Regions from separate parts of the Sus scrofa genome. Here region 2 is linked to region 1. Evidence: chromatin contacts called from public HiChIP or PLAC-seq data. All regions are on one chromosome and are shown on one strand. Each heading gives the region's core, a stretch centred on a gene start, on an enhancer-like site or on the middle of the called end of the contact. The rest is flanking DNA. Distances are from core to core; before and after follow the strand shown. Region 1 holds the start of COQ10B (coenzyme Q-binding protein COQ10 homolog B, mitochondrial). Region 2 holds the start of LOC100522040 (formiminotransferase N-terminal subdomain-containing protein-like).

Evidence for each region. HiChIP or PLAC-seq counts read pairs in DNA pulled down with a chosen protein or histone mark.
Region 2: a contact with region 1 is called in an H3K27ac HiChIP or PLAC-seq map of skeletal muscle, with 6 times the contacts expected there. The contact joins the promoter of LOC100522040 here to the promoter of COQ10B in region 1. A contact is called at or near these places in 1 of 5 promoter capture datasets (liver) and 1 of 2 datasets of contacts at active chromatin or transcription factors (skeletal muscle).

The regions. Positions count from the first base shown.
Region 1 is chr15:101,336,664-101,339,363 of Sscrofa11.1, forward strand. It overlaps COQ10B (coenzyme Q-binding protein COQ10 homolog B, mitochondrial), which reads left to right and starts at 1,349. Exons shown (of 5, transcript XM_001928774.5): 1 at 1,349-1,647. The coding sequence starts at 1,526. SF3B1 (splicing factor 3B subunit 1) reads right to left here and starts at 1,355. Exons shown (of 26, transcript XM_001928794.4): 1 at 1,054-1,355.
Region 2 is chr15:103,541,891-103,544,677 of Sscrofa11.1, forward strand. It overlaps LOC100522040 (formiminotransferase N-terminal subdomain-containing protein-like), which reads right to left and starts at 1,267. Exons shown (of 7, transcript XM_021075940.1): 1 at 1,053-1,267. The coding sequence starts at 1,130.

The DNA of each region.
Region 1 (2,700 bases), core at 99-2,598:
AGCCCCCATTTGTGGAAGCACTGTCATCTACTAAAACTCAACCAGAGTTTATTATCACCTTTAAGTTTATATTATTCTTTCCTTTGCTGAGAAGTCAAATGAGTACTCTACACTGTCATCTATTACAAAAATTCCTTTATTTGCCTTATAAGTTTTAATTGGTAAACTATTCAATTGGGTGACTCAATTCAATAGATATTTTCTTGTGTCTGGGAAGAGTTCAGTGAGAAAATTTTGGATTTAACAAAAGAAGGCCTTGGCGTTCCCGTTGTGGCTCTGCGGTAATGAATCCGACTAGTATCCATGAAGATATGAGTTTGATTCTGGCCCTGCTCAGTGGGTTGCTGTAGCTGTGGCGGAGGCCAACAGCTGCAGCTCTGATTCAACCTCGAGCCTGGAAATTTCCATATTCCTAAAAAGTCCAAAAAAAAAAAAGCCTTATATTAAGTACACAAGTACATCATGTCTTGCACTGAAAATGTTAACAGGCCTTCTAGTTAACAATACCAGTAGTTTGCAATAGGAGTCAGTAGGATGTCCTAGTGCAATGCCTGTATTTTGTAGACAACTGGTAACCACTGGGGTATTGAGTGGGGGAGTAATACGGTTAAGATGTGTTTTAATGTAAATCAACTATACTTCAATAAAACTTTTTAAAACGTGTTTTAAAGCAATATGTTTGAGGCAATATTTAAAGTTCAAGACAAGAAGAGCAGGGACTGGGTATTCGAAAGTAATCTGATATTGGATTATTTCGATGCAGCTCAGAACCACCTCAATGGACAAGAACCTCCTGTGTTGTACTGGAAAATGCTTAATATGCTTTCTAGCAACGGATTTCAACTGCACAAAGCATTATCACATACGAACACCAATTAAAATGTTGCCTACACAGGCAGAAAGCAAACGCCCCCGAGTCTCTTTCCTAACGACATGGCCTTACACTGCCCTCACACCAACCTCACTGGGTAAGCACGGCAGGTACTGTATTAGACAATCATTAACAACAAGACTGACGGCCAGCAGGGATGGCAGGTCCGACCCAGCACTCACCGGTTTGGATAGTTACATAACTAACACCTAGAATTTCGGGCTTCCTCCCGCCCCCGGGCTGCGCTCATGTGGCGAGCCTCACGACCGGAAACAGCACCCAAGAGAACCGCGGCGGTTGACGAATCCGGGGAAGAGTTCCAGCGCGGGAAGGGGGGTGAGCGGTCACCGTGGACCTTACGTAAGGCGCCCAAGCGCGCGGCAGGAACTAGAGAGTGGCCGGCGGAAAGAGGTGGGTACCGATGGCCCTACGCCCCCTCTGATTGGCAGGAAGGATGACGAGCGCGTTTACAGGACGCCCTGCGGCAGTGGGAATGTGCGTCAGCTCTGCGCAATCTGGGAGGGAGAAGGGGCGTGTCTGGCGGCTCAGGGGGCCCGCCGATTGGCTGGAAGGCGCCGGCGCCGGGAAGGTCGGGCCCCGGGAAGGAGGGCGGTGCCGTCTGCCTGGTCCCAGAGGCGCACCGGCTTCGGTAAGATGTTTGTGGCAGCTCGGACAGGCCAGAGAACCTTGAGAAAGGTGGTCTCGGGATGCCGTCCAAAATCGGCGACAGCGACCGGAGTCCCGGCTCCTGCGCAGGGGCCTCCGCGGAACATCAGGTAATGAACAATGGGTTCGCCGCATTGGGGGTAGTTTTCCGCCCAGCCTTGCCGAGCAAAGGGACCGGGGTCATTTGGGGTGAAATAGGCGAGCCCGATGAGTTTCCCGGTCTCTGGAGAGAAAGGGTAGGTCTGCTGCCTTTGGGGCCGCGCGCATTCCCCGCCCGCCCCCCCGCGTTGGGCTGAGGCTCGCTGGCCTGTTCCGGATGCCCCGTCTGTTTGTAGTTCGTTGCCCTCGCGAGAGGCGGTGAATCATCCGCCTAGCGACTTTAGAAGCAGCTGATAAAGCAGCTCCGCGGAGGTGCCTTTGGGCTCTTCCGGGCCTACTTATGCTGCTCTCGGAAAGTTAACTGCAGCGCCAGAGTTGCGAGTTGATGGGTTTGTGGGAGTTTGTTGCCTGGCGGTGAGCGTGCCCAATGGCCAGACTTGCTTTCTCAGTTTCTTGTTAACAGTTTTTGCCCCCGGCCTTTGGTGCTTGCTAAACTCAATTGAAGCCGAAATAGGGGACTTGTGGATTTTGTTTTCCGTGCTGTTGGAGCTTAGCGATCCTGTAACACCTTGAGCCAGAATCTGCCTTCACTTTTCCTGGTTGTTGGGTTTTTTTTGTTAGGTGATGGAGGTGGAGACATGAAGGATTCCATACTTAGACCGCGTAGTTTCCATTTATTAATGACATTTTAATACATTATGCTCGAAAATTAAAATTAACGTTTAACATGAATTCCAGTTGTAAACTGTACAGGGTGGAGAGAGAAGGCACAAATTTGGATTCGCTCCAGAACTTTTAGATTCAATAAATTTTTTAAATACCAACAAGCCAAATTAGTAGCTTATTTTATTTCTACTGTTCTGCTTCATTTAGCAGAGTAACTATTACTAATTTTTATTGGTATACTACCACTTTAAAGCAAAGTGTATGAGTTTACTCAGAAAATGTTGTTAGTATTATTACTACCTTTAAAATTCACTGAACATATTTTTAAGGATTTTCAGGAACACATGACACCCTTAGTCTAAGAGATGAATCTACGGGATAAGTTCATTCATACAGTT
Region 2 (2,787 bases), core at 17-2,516, 2.2 Mb after region 1:
TTATTGATATTTGATATGTGGAGTAAAGAAAAGAGCGTGTGTACTTAAGTACACACATATATAGACCCAGAAGAGTTAATATATGAAGTGCCTAGTTCAACTTCTGGCCTACAATATGCCTCAATAAATGTTGGCTGTAATATTTTAAATTCTCACTATTATTTCTCCCACACATTACCTTACAGTGCCCTGCCTCACAAGGACTTTAGAACACTGGGCTCCCCCCTTCCTCGTCTTTTGCATACTTTTAGTTAAATCTTATTCATACTCAACTGGGTACAGATAATTGTTGGACACCTATGACTTTCCTAGTGTTCAAGCTGGTTTTTGAAAACCCTAAAATAGCAAGTCCCGTTGGCTGTAAACACCAACGACATCAAAATGACATCAAATGTGTAACAACTAAAGCTTGTTCCCATTTCCCCCATCCCACTCCTTGTGTCCTGCTCCCTGCTACCAGAGACGCATTAGACTTCATAACTAAATCAAGTCTCAGGAACCTAGAAATCTTTGTGTGTCCGCAGGGAAACGCGAGGGTGTGAGAAGAGGGAGATTTTCTTCATGCAGAACACGTAAAAGACCTCCCACAGAAGTTCTGTCCCACAGGACAGAGTTACTCTATTATCTCTGGGGCTGTGTCTCTTTTAAGGCCCGAAGGACTAGAAAAACCTCACCTGAAAGTTGAGTCTACAGAAAGAGGGGCATGGTATACTCAAAACTCTCTACCCCACTACTGGACAGCGACCTTCGGCAGCCTCTGCTATAGGAATGTCACAACGGCTGCCCTTCCCGCTGGGAGTCCTCGGCTCACTCCCTCTTCCTTTGCGTTTCCTCAGGTTCCTTCCGAGACTTCCGTTCGAACTTCCCGCTGGTGCAGAACCCACCAATCATAAACGTCCTTCCCGGGCCACGCCCCCTCGTCGCCTCCTCCCGGGAACCCGAGTCGAATTTCGCGCACACCCCTCCTTCCGTGACGCACGCTGCGCGCGGACGTCGGCCTCTGACGCCACTTTGCCCCCACTGCAGGTCCCGCCCGGGCCGTTCCTGCTGACCGTTGGGTGCCGCCGGGCCGAAGTTCCTCCCTCGAGACTTTCCCCACCACACGAACCGCTCTGGCGGCGGCGACCCATGTGGGGGTTCAGGCTCCTGCGGTCGCCGCCGCTGCTGCTTCTTCTGCCGCAACTCGGAATCGGAATCGCCGCGACCTGCTCTCAGGCCAGAACCATGAACCTTGGCGGCAGCAGCAGCAGCGGCGGCGCGCTCTGCTCCTCGGCCGAGGGGCTCCGACCGCAGTGCCTGCGGCTGTCCACGGTGCCGGGTGCAGATCCGCAGCGCTGCAACGAGTTGCTCCTGCTGGCGGCGGGGGCGGTGGCCGCGGGGGAGGGACAGGAACCGCGGAACCTCCCTGGGGACCCGACGAAGGTGGAGCCGCAAACGCCGCCCCAGCATCACGTTCTCTATTTCCCCGGGGATGTGCAGGTAACCTGCGGCCTTCCTGGGCACCTGTTCCTTTCCCTTGTGGCTATGAGAATTCTCTAGATTCTTCCGTCATAGCTGCTGCCTGATTCCGTGCCTCGCCTGAACACACCCACACGTGTGCTAACCCGGGTGGCTCCACGAAATCCCAAATCGCCCCTTCCACGCCCCTAATCCCCTCCTCATAGAGCCCCAGAGGAAGGCTGTGTTTGGAGGGCTACAACCTGGAAAGAGCGAGCTGGCAGTCCAGGAAGTGGAATTTAAGACATAGAAATGAGACAGATAATGTATATTTATTCTACAACTTGGTTTCTCAGAGGGGTGTGTGTGTGTGTGGGTGTTGGGCAGGAGACGGAGAGATGGCTTTTAAATTAGTATGTAGTGTTCAAAAAACGCTGGCAGTTATTAAAAAAGCAAACAAGTAAACAAAAAAGGCTTTACTAGGTGTGACATTCTCAGTAACCCTAAGAAAGGGACAGTAATTGCTAAGCATGTCAATACTTTGATGCTCACTTAAATTCTGTACTTTTGTTTTTGTGAATGAGTGTGTGTGTGTGTGTGTATGTGTGTGTGTTTAGGGCCACACCCACGGCATATGTAAGTTCAAATCTGAGCTGTAGCTGCTGGCCTTACACCACAGCCATAGCAACGCTGGATCCTTACTTAAGCCACTGAACGAGGGCAGGGATGGAACCCATGTCCTCATGGATACTAGTCGGATTTGTTTCCGCTAAACCACCACGGGAAGTCCTAGTGTGTGATATTATCTTTATTATTAATTTTGTGGCTGCAGGATATGTTGTCTTGGAAAGCTGGATCTTAATCTAAAACTGCTGTTGTCATTAGTACAGTAGCCATTAGTTATATATGACTTTAAATTAATTAAAATTAAATAGAATTAAAAATCCAGTTTCTTAGTCGCACTAACTTCAGGTGCTCAGTAGCACCAAAGGTTTCTAAGTGCTGTAATGGACAGTGCAAATACAGAGCATTTCTATGGACTATTTCCATCAACTGCAGAAAGTTCTCTTGGGTAGTGCTAGTGTTATCAGGTAAAGCTAGAATATGGCTAAATGTGTTTGTTGAACTGTGAAACAATTAGTTTATTAAACAGTTTATTGCTTTTGAAATTAATGCTTTAAAACAATGTGCCTGCCAACTTTGTGCCCTGAGTCAAGTGATGACGAAGGTATATATAGTTTCTTCTCTTGCCCTCCAAATAATTAACTGGTCTAGATGACTGCTCATCATGAAAAAATTAGTGCTTAGATTTAGGAGAAGACAATTTACTCGGTTGAGGCCTTTTTGCTC